2 separate regions of the Mus musculus genome follow, and region 2 is linked to region 1. A link is a contact called in public Hi-C data. All regions are on one chromosome and are shown on one strand. The core of a region is the stretch at or near the end of the contact, and the rest is flanking DNA. Distances in the headings are between cores, read along the strand shown. Region 1 overlaps Cdnf (cerebral dopamine neurotrophic factor). Region 2 overlaps LOC108168726.

What was found. A called contact is a pair of places that touch in the nucleus more often than the background predicts.
Region 2: a Hi-C map of bone marrow-derived macrophages shows a contact between it and region 1, with 37 read pairs. The contact joins two enhancer-like sites. A contact is called at or near these places in 3 of 39 promoter capture datasets (the C10 cell line, the HPC-7 cell line and HPC-7-derived erythroid cells), 2 of 484 Hi-C or Micro-C datasets (the HPC-7 cell line and bone marrow-derived macrophages), 1 of 115 datasets of contacts at active chromatin or transcription factors (large pre-B cells) and 2 of 9 other capture datasets (adipose tissue and liver).

What each region holds. Positions count from the first base shown.
Region 1 is chr2:3,522,979-3,528,114 of GRCm38.p6, forward strand. It overlaps Cdnf (cerebral dopamine neurotrophic factor), which reads left to right. Exons shown (of 4, transcript NM_177647.4): 4 at 833-3,398. The coding sequence ends at 1,011. Among named protein-coding and RNA genes, the nearest start is that of Cdnf, 12 kb to the left of the region's middle. Within about 2 kb of position 3,498, at least 8 of the 459 cell types and tissues checked have an H3K27ac peak or open chromatin away from gene starts, as enhancers often do. A contact at or near this core is called in bone marrow-derived macrophages, where this site is marked.
Region 2 is chr2:3,619,014-3,624,072 of GRCm38.p6, forward strand. The region is part of intron 1 of LOC108168726; the gene reads left to right. Among named protein-coding and RNA genes, the nearest start is that of Fam107b, 92 kb to the right of the region's middle. Within about 2 kb of position 2,793, at least 12 of the 459 cell types and tissues checked have an H3K27ac peak or open chromatin away from gene starts, as enhancers often do. A contact at or near this core is called in bone marrow-derived macrophages, where this site is marked.

The DNA.
Region 1 (5,136 bases), core at 2,248-4,747:
ATAAATTTCTGTCTTCGACCTTTGGAGAAGAGTTTAAGTTTGTTTCAGGAATGCAGATTTGAGAACTCTGCGAAGTATCCAGCCCCTTGTTTTAAAGCCTGAATAGGCCTTTAGAGGGATGGCTGGAGGCAGATGTCCTCCTAGTAGCTTTATACAGTTGAGGATAACAGAAGCCTCAGGTAGTCAAGTTCCTAATATAAAACGCCATAAATTTTGCATAGAATTCCCACACATCCTCTTCTGAACTGTAAATCATCTCCAGATAGCGATCATTATATCATACAATGTAAATGTTATGTAAATAGTTTTCCATTACACATTGTGTGTGTGTACATGTACATGTGTGCCCACACTCTTGTGCATGTATATGTATGTGAGTGCATTTGTGCCCCAGCATAGCATGTGAAGGTCAGGGAACAATCTTGGGAGTCAGTCCCTTCTTTCCAGTGTGTGGAATCACTGAAGATTCAACTAAGAATCCTTGGGCTTGGTAGCAAGTGCCTTCGCCCACTGAGCCAGCCATCTTGCCAGCCAGCAAATGGTTGTTATACTGTGTTGTTAAGTGGTTTATGACAAAAAGATAAAGAAAAAAGAAAAACCTCTGTCTATGCTTAACACAGATTTGGCATTTTCATCCCTGAATATTGTTGGTCTATGGTTGGTAGCCTTTAAGCACTGAGAACCCAGGGTGCAGGCTGACTGGTGATATCACATTCTCATTGGGTATGTCTTGGTCCCCATGGGAAAGGGAGTTGTCTCACACTGAAGGGGAATGGAGTTTTATGAGATTTTGGGTTTGTCATTCAACTGTGTGTTCTTTTTTGGCATTTAGGGAAGAAGCTGGACTTGGCGTCGGTGGACCTGTGGAAGATGAGAGTGGCAGAGCTAAAGCAGATCCTTCAGAGATGGGGGGAAGAGTGCAGGGCATGTGCGGAGAAAAGTGACTACGTGAACCTCATTAGAGAGCTGGCCCCCAAATATGTAGAGATATACCCCCAAACGGAGCTCTGACCCCGTCGGCTGTCAGGAAGCATGGACTGCAGTTAGAAGAAAATGACTGTCTAAGATGAGAGTGTGCTGGTTAGGGCTAACCAGGGACTGCCCAGTTGGCCGTCAGTTTTGCTGTTGTATTGTGGAGTTGTGTTGTTTAGGCATATGATCAACCCGTGCTTCCTCATGGTCGCTAAAATTGCAGAGCACAGAGACCTCAAGGTGCTTTTCTCATCCTTCTTGGAGGATGCAGTGGTTGCCTTTGCATTGCTATGACAATAATGCTTATTGAGAGAGGCTGGCCATGGCCACATGGAGAGAGGGGGAAGGGAGTGAGAGAAAGAGGGCTAGAGATGAGAGTAAGAAAGGTGAGGGCTTAAAGAGAGAGAGGAAGGGCCAAGCAGCCCCCTTTATAGTGGGCTGGGCTACCTTGCTGTTGCCAGGTAACTGAAACAAGTGTGGGGAGGGAAGAGTCACTTGGGCTCAGGGATTTGGTCCATCACAGCAGGGTAGCTAAGGGCAGCACAGCTCAGAGCAGGGCGACAAGAGCTTGTCATAGAGGCTGTTGTGATTATAGAGAGGCAGAAAGTGATGTCCAAATAATGATAAGGCTGTAACCTTCAAAGGGATAGCCCTATTCATCCACTTCTGTCAGTCAGACACCCACCTCACAGTTTCCCCAAATTACCACTAGCTAGGGAACAAACCTTCAAATCAAACCGATGCCAGGTGTGGTGGTGAATGCCTTTAATGCCAGCACTCTGTCTGGAGGCAGATCTCTGTGAGTCTGAGGCCAGCCTGGTCTACAAAGTGAGTCTAGGACAGCCAGGGTCACACAGAGAAACACTGTTTTGAAAAACAAACAAACAAACAAACAAACAGACAAACACTAAAATAAAATCCAACCAATGAACCAACCAAACAACCAAACAACCCAAACCAAACAAAAAACTGAGCTGGAGGAGGACAGTTCAGATCCAAGGCACAGCAGAAGGACAATGTAGTTTATCACTACTGACTCAAGTGTGCTATGGATATGATGGGATAATACATTTTAAGGAAGGAAAGAGACAAGAGGCATCTCTTTGGTCAAGGTTTTTAAAAAGAGTGCATAACAGAAACTATAGCTTATCTAATGTGCGACTTCAATCTCAATAACCACCTAACATAGTTCAGAAGGTTCTTGTTTCATTTTGCTTTTTAAAAATAGATTTTTTAAAAAACTTCATTCACTCTAAATATTTTCTCTCTTTTGCACAGCAAGGAGGGAAGCATTCATTACTTTATAGGCTCTTGAGACAAAATACCTAAAAAAACAATCGAGAAAGGAGTTAATTTAGTTCATGGTTTGAGATTACAGTTCATCACGGCAGCAGGAGTGTGAGGCCATTGGTCAAACTCATCCATGTCCTAGAAGCAGAGATGGAAGTAGATGCTCTGCTAGCTGTCAGTCTGACCCCAGCACGGGAATGCCACTGCTCACATTCAGGATGGGGTCTTCCTTCCACAGTTAAACTCTCTCTAGCAACGCCCTCCCACTCGTGCCCAGAGGTATGTGTCACCTAGGCAATTCTAAATTCCACCAAGTTAACAATGGCGATTAAGCATTGCACAGCACGAATGGAAGTTTCCGTTTCTCATATAAAGAAAACTGATCGGAAGAATACAAATCAGCAATCCATAAAAAGTCTGTGCTTGGCCTATTTATAACTACCTTTTTTTGTTGTTGTTTTTTGTTTTTTGTTTTTTTGTTTTTTTGTTTTCTTGAAGCAGGATTTCTCTGTATAGTTCTGGCTGTCCTGGAACTCACTCTGTAGACCAGGCTGGCCTCAAACTCAGAAATCCGCCTGCCTCTGCTGGGATTAAAGGCGTGCGCCACCACGCCCGGCTTGTAACCACCTTGAATTGCCACGTGACCCAAGCTCAGAGTCTTCTTCACTGCCCCGTGTCAGGCAGGATGAAAGCATGCTCCCCACGTGCAGGCAGCAGGGGCGCTTGTGGTTTCTAATGCTAGCCTATCAGTCTTAAGAAGCAGGCAATGTTTCAGCTCCATTCTCTGTCCATAGATCAATAAGAAGCACATGGTTAAATGGTTGCCTTTGGGAAATAGGTCAGGGTGTGGCTACTCAAGAAAGCATTCTCTTTAAAGTTTCTGGGGTGATGGGACTGTACTTTATCAAGGCAGGAGGTGAGAGATATGATCATCATATTGATATAGAGGTACAATTAAGATGTGGGTATTCTATTGTACATCAATTCTATTTCATAAAAAGTTGTAGGAGCTATTTGAAAATTACCCAAAATTAATTGATTAAAAGCAACTGTTCTTTTAAATAATCAAATGTACTCATAGCCATCTTTTTTGTAGAGTAGAGAATAACTTAAATTCAGATAATAAATATACATTGACAGAATAAGGTTTATTTTTAAATGGTGCAAGGGAATGCATTTTCAGCTAAGCAATTGGGGTAAACGTGAGTTTGTTAGAGAAGTAGTGGTTCCCAAGGAGATATGGAGGTTGCGCAAACGCAAAATGAAACTAAAAATACTAATAGAACAGACGGTCCACGGTGGTTATTGTCTCTGGAATTCAGTTTTCTCACCAGGTGGGAATAGTCTCCTTCATTTTGAATTGTACATAAGAAATAACCAACGTTGGACTGTAGAAATGGTTCAGTGTTTAAGAGCACTGGCTCTTCCACATGACCCAGGTTCAATTCCCAGCCACCTACAAGGCAGCTCACAACCATCTCTAACACCATTTCCATGGGACTCCAACACCTTCTGACCTCCAGAGGATCCAGCAATACACATGCAGGCAACACATATATGCACAAACTAAAAACAAAACTACCAAAGCTAAAAAGTAAAACCTTTTATAAAAACACTACATTTGTGTCTTAGGGTTACTATTGCTGTGAAGAGATACCATGGCTACAGCAACTCTTAAAAAGGAAAACATTTAATTAGGGCTGGCTTTACAGGTTCAGAGGTTTAGTTCATTATCATCATGGTGTGGAGCTTGCAGGCAGACATGGTGCTGGAGAGCTAGCTGAGAGTTCTACATCTGGATCTGCAGGCAGAAGGAAGAGGAGACCCTAGACTTGGTGTGAGATTTTAAAACCGTGCAACCTACCCACGGTGACACAGTTCCTCCAACAGGGCCATACCTCCTCCAACACTGCCACATCTCCAAATTCTTCTCAAATAGAGTCACTCCCTGGTGACTAGGCATCCAAGTATATAAGCTTAGGAGGTCATTCTTACTCAAACCTCTACAATCTGTTTCTATTTTGTACTTTGAACTTATTTATCATGGATCTTGCCATTTGGAAATAATCTAGCTCTTTGATTTCAAAATGAGATCAAATTTTTGTGTCATAGCCCCCCCCCCCCACCCCCAGGAATCTAGGTAATGGGAACACTGCTTAGTAGGCCATTCAAATCACTGAAGTCGCCTCCCCCGTCTCAAGTGATGGCCTTAGTCTGTTTTGCTCAAAGAGATTTTATAGAAATGCTTCCCAAACTTCTGAAGTTGCTTCTGTTGAGCAGTAGGAACATTTACTACACTGCATGTTCTTATCCTGTGAGTCTGAGGCAGGGTCTCTCTCTCTCTCTCTCTCTCTCTCTCTCTCTCTCTCTCTCTCTCTCTCTCTGTGCGCGCGTGTGTGTGCACGCGCGCACATGCTGGATATGCACATATGCATGCTGGTGCTTATGCATGCCGTGGGTAGAGGAGGATGTCAAGAGTCCTGTGCAGTAACTTTCCACCTTATCCCCTGAGGCAGAGCCTCTCACTGATCCTGAAGCTTGTACTTTGCAGCTAGGCTGGCTGACCTCTACTTTCCAGCGCTGAAACTGTAGGCATGCATAGCCAATGCTTGGCTGTATGTAAGTTTTGGAGATCTGAACTCAGGCCCTCAAAGTTGTGTGTCAAGATCTTTACTCACCGAGCTGTTCCTTAATCCTCAATCAGTTAGGTTTTCAATAAAATTTCAATATATCAAGAACATCAGAAATGCAGAAAGTTTATTCTTTGGTGTGAAAATAGTCCAGTAGTAGGAAATTCAGAGTAAATTTAGTGGCTACAATGCTCCGAGGGGCTCAAAGTTGATTCCTTGTATCCTAGTGATGGTTGATTTCATT
Region 2 (5,059 bases), core at 1,543-4,042, 95 kb after region 1:
ATATTCCTGCATAAAGTTATACATAAATGTTAGCATTAGTAACATCTCCAGTTAACATGGACCCCTATGCAAGGTTATGAAGCACTTTTGTGAGGTATCGATTTGGTTTTTATTCCTTAAAAACGACTCTGGGATATTTACTATAGATCAGTTCTAAGTAAGTATTTAAAGTTTGTCAAAAGTAAGAAAAGCTGAAGGAGGGAGATGTTAGATGCTAAAACAAATTGATGCCTAATGGTCAGCATTGGACTCATTTTATTTTATTTTATTTCTTATTCAACTGTAGCCACAGTTAGTAAGATCAGTAGGGAGCCGTCCCACAGGGTGTTCGTAGTTATAGCACCTGCTTTATAGAAGGCAGGTAGACGATAAATAAGGGATGCATTCTTTGCGTCTTGGGATAGGGTCTCATGACGTGCTTGTCAGAACAACCTCCGGCTCCTCTTCCCCAGATGTGGGGTACAAGTGAGCCACCACACCCAGGGAGACTCACTTCTTCATATGGCATCTGCTTCCCCTGGATGCTGTACTATTAGCGAAGTCTTGATGTGAGGCTGCCTCGTCTCAACACTCACTAATTCAGGCCGTTGATGAGACTGTGAGACTGGACGCTCCAATGTGTTTGTTTTCCTGGATTTGGGCAAAGGCTTCAAAAAAAAAAAAAAAAAAAAAAAGCTAGAAATCAAAATTACAACAGGCTTTTCTTAGCTCTCCATCTCCTCTAAGTTCCTAAAATTTGCATTCCAGATTTCTCTGGACTATAAGCAAACACTCATTTGTCATTCAAAAGTGACAGGGCACTGTGTTCCAATTGCTTAGCTGTCTGTTCCTGGGACTGTTAAGTGGATCTTGCTGAATTCTGGTTTGCCAGATCTGCAGGATAAACCACATACTGTACCAAAAGCCTTCTCAGTATTAATGACAACTGCGATTTACTGGTGTCTCCATGAACAGTCATTTTTAAATAATCTGCATTCAAAGGAGTTGTGAGCAATGACAGGTGCACCACACTTTACAGAGAAGGAAACCACGGAAGGGGTTAAATGGTCTGTAGAGGAGCCAAGAGTCAAACCCTGATTTTTTTGATTCCAGATTTTCTACTCTTCCTACCTTAGCACATTAGGCGTCTGGCACCATTGTGAGCTGACTCCCTACAGTGAAATCTTTCTTGACCCTTCTCCTTGGGCCAGACCTGATATTTTACATATATCAGACGATAGCACAAAACATGAAGTCTTTCTCTCTGCTCTCTCTCAGACTGCTTTCTCTGGGAGAGGCCAGCTGCTGGGTCAGGAGAACACACAGCCAGCTCTTGGAGAGACACATACAATGGGGGACAAGGGCCTCCTTCTACCAGTGAGCCAAGAAGTGACCCATGGGGAAGCCAGAGTCTTCACTACCATTCTGAACAGTCCGCACAGGAAGCATCTAGCTCAGTGTTAGATGACCTACCAAATCTTTGTCTTCGTCTCTTCTCCTCTCTTCTCTATCCCTTTCTCTTATTTCTTATTTTTTTCTTTTAATCTCCCCATTTAATTTTAACTTCAACGACTTTTATTTTCTAAAGGTGCTCTTCAGTTGGTTGTTTATTGGTAGGTCACCTCTCCTTGGTTTGAGACTTCTCCCTGAAGGTATTACCAAATCTTTAATATTTCCCCACATCTGATTCCTTAGATCATCTGGGTCTTTTTGAGTCCCATGTCTCCCTTTTCTCTTGTGTCCAAAGCCATGTCAAGTGTCTGTTGGTCCTAGCTTTCACCCTTAAGAGAAGAGGCAAAAACAGAGACTGGGAATTCTAGGGTGTGCCTACTTATTTATGATGTTACAGTCGGATGATGGGCACACAGAGGCCTTCCTACTGTAACCATCCATCAGCAATGGTTGCCGGTCTTTTCTCTGGTTTAGCTCTGTGAAAGGATCCTTCATTCACTCTTGAGGAAGAACTTGGCCACATGTGTGAATAATCTGATGACCATGGAAATGTAACACTGCACCCCTCAATTGAAGGAAGAGAGAGGAATTTATAGCTAGTTCCTCCAAAGTGAAGCACTCCTTTGTGGAAGGAGGGTGAAGGTGCAGAAGTACCAGGAAGCCAAAAGGATCCCTTCCAGGAAGCTCAGGAAGTTTAGGAAGTTCAGGAACTCCATGAAGGTAACAGGATTCACAAGGGTATGCCCTAAGTTTATAAAAGTAGCACATGGTTTGAAGGGATGATACTGATCTATACTTCAGCAGCTCAGAATACTTCCAGCCACCAAGTTCTAAGCACAAGTGAGATTTATTACCCTGGAGAGGCAAGCAGGGCAGTTGGTACAAGTTTGGGCTCTGCCTCTGGGACAGGCAAAGGCAGACAGCAAGCAGACAGCAAGCAGCAGGGTTGTTGTTGTTTGTTTGTTTGTTTGTTTTTTCAAGCAGTGAGTTTTTTAAGGAGAAAAGGGAAGTCTGTGCTAGGGTAAGTTTGTAAGTCCTGTTTAGCCAGTATAATCAAAATATGAATCTTGATAGCTGGACCTTGGAGTGTTAGGAATAAGGAAGTGGCCAAAATAAGGAAATGGACCTTGGGGGCTAGCTTTAGGAATGGAATCTTGACTGATTAGCACGGAAGAGGGAAGGGGAAAAGAGAAGACCTGCCAACTCCATGCTTGCTGTGTCGGGCCTATCAGGGAACCCTTCACAGTTGTTCAAGACGATGCTAATCTTTTGTGGAGCTGCCTGCAGGACAGAGCTCTAGGGCCTCAGCTGTTGTGAGTTATCAGCCAGCCTTTTAGGTGCTGCGGTTGTCTTCGAGTCACCCATCTTCTTGTGAGTAACTCCTTACTCATTTTCCTGAAAGTTAACCCAACAGACTCATCACTTCCCTGGACTTGGACAGAATCAGTTCTTTGGTCTGTCGTGAACATATCTACCAAGGAGAAGTCATAAAACAGAGTTTATTTTCAAGGACTGCTATAATCGTATTCCTCTGACCTCTAACACTATTTTGAGATGGAAAGGAAACATTTCCCAGATTTTTGCAGTCAAAATAGTCTTTAAAGTCGGTTTGTTTGGATAAATGTTCAATGTTTCAAATTTGCCTTATTTTCCCCAACTCCCCATCCTGGGAGTGAGTCTGATGTTCAGGTAGGATTGTGGTGCTGGTTCAAGGCTGTGAGTTCCCTGTGACACCATCTGAATTTCCTCTGCCTTCTATCAAAGACCGCCAGGCTGGATGTCATAGACCACTGAGGTGTGACAGAAGGGATTTTTGAGCCACCCTAGCCTGGGTTTTATAGTCCCAGCCACTTTTATCTTGTTTTAAAATTCTAGCTACTAATTCATTCTGAGTCAAGATCTCTACCAGCCATCATTTCCTCTTTTCTTCTTCCCTCCCCTCCCTTCCTCACCCCTCTTCCCCTTCCTTCTTCTCCACCATCATTTCTTCCTCTTTTTAATTCCTTCCTTCCTTCCTTCCTTCCTTCCTTCCTTCCTTCCTTCCTTCTTTCCTCTTTTCCTTCCTCCCATAGAGGGTTTCATTATGTAGAGCTAGTCGGCCTGGAACTCATTATCGAACAGGCTGACCTTGAACTTACAGAGATCTACTTGCCTCAGATTCTTGGTCCTGGGATGTGCTCCTTCCTTCCTTCCTTCCTTCCTTCCTTCCTCCCTCCCTCTCCCTCTCCTCCTTTCTTCCTTCCTTTCTTCTTCTTCTTCTTCTTTTTTTTTTTTAACTTTTAACATGTTGTGTTTCCAAAGAGTTGATATGGAACAGGGAAAACCAGCATGAAGCCTGACTTTCCCTGTACCCCACTTTCTCATTGTAGAAACAGCAAGGGATCAGCATGAGCCCTGCCCTCTGTATTTCAGTGGGCACCCTCAACCCTCACCTTGGAGCCAGAATGGCGCATGATTACAGTAACCTTTTTGTGTGAGGAATCACCTGCTTTCTGTGTTACACTGTCCATACTATAAAGCAAACACACTTATAGAGAAAGCTTGCAGACTTCTGTGGAATCCCTGGGCCATGGACAGAAGCATTGTGCAGACATTTGATGCATGTTGTCAGTTGCAGAGAAGGGTAACACAATAATCCATTATCTTCCATTACCCTAATGTGGTTTGCTTAACCCAATTAGCCAGGTGAGAACATGGATTGTAATGAAACCCTAAACCTGTACACTGAGGCAAATCATAGCAGGGGATTGGTGTTGGGGAGATGACATGGAGAAACAAGACCACCCTGAAACTCCATTTCCTAGGACTGGGCTGTAGCAGAAATCCAGAAGACAGGAAAGAAAGTGCAGGAAAAAGATAGGAAGCCTTGAGGCTGTGGTTCTCAACCTTCCTAATGCGGTGGCCCTTTAATACAGTTCCTCATGTTGTGACCCACAGGTTGGGAACCACTTCCCTAAGATGCCCACTGAACACAGTTTTTAGTGACCACCGCTCTTAAGGAAATTGCTTAAAGCAAGATTGCCAAACAAACCCTTACTTGGGTTCAAGTTCTTTCTGATCACGCCAATAAAAATAACTTCAAGGTATGCGAGCATGCACACACACACATACACACACACACACACACACACACACACACACACACACACACACACCCCTCAGCATCTCTGACAGTTTTGCACCCTAAGCCTTTTTCAGCAATGTTGCGACCAGTTAGGTAACTCATTAAACCTTAGATCCTGTGCCAATGATCTTAGCTTCTAGTCATTTCATTTGTACTTCTTTGACCTTTTATTAGTAAAATAAGTCTGTGGAGCTCTGCATAAGTGTGTATGTATTATGGTTGTACATTTTTCTGTTCTGTGTGCATGTGCACATGTTTGTGTAGGCCAGAGGTTGTCGATGGGTGTCTTCTGAGATAACACTTTCAACTTCATTGTCTAAGGCACGATCTTGCAGAAAGCCAGAGCTCTTGGACCTTGCTAATCTTAACCTAGCCAGCTTGTCTTAAGGGTCCTCTGACTTACCTCCCCAAATGCTGGGGTTACAGGTGGTCTATCATGCTAGACAGGCATTTAAATGAGTGCTAGGGACCCAAACTCCAGTTCTCAAACTTGCAAGGTAAGTG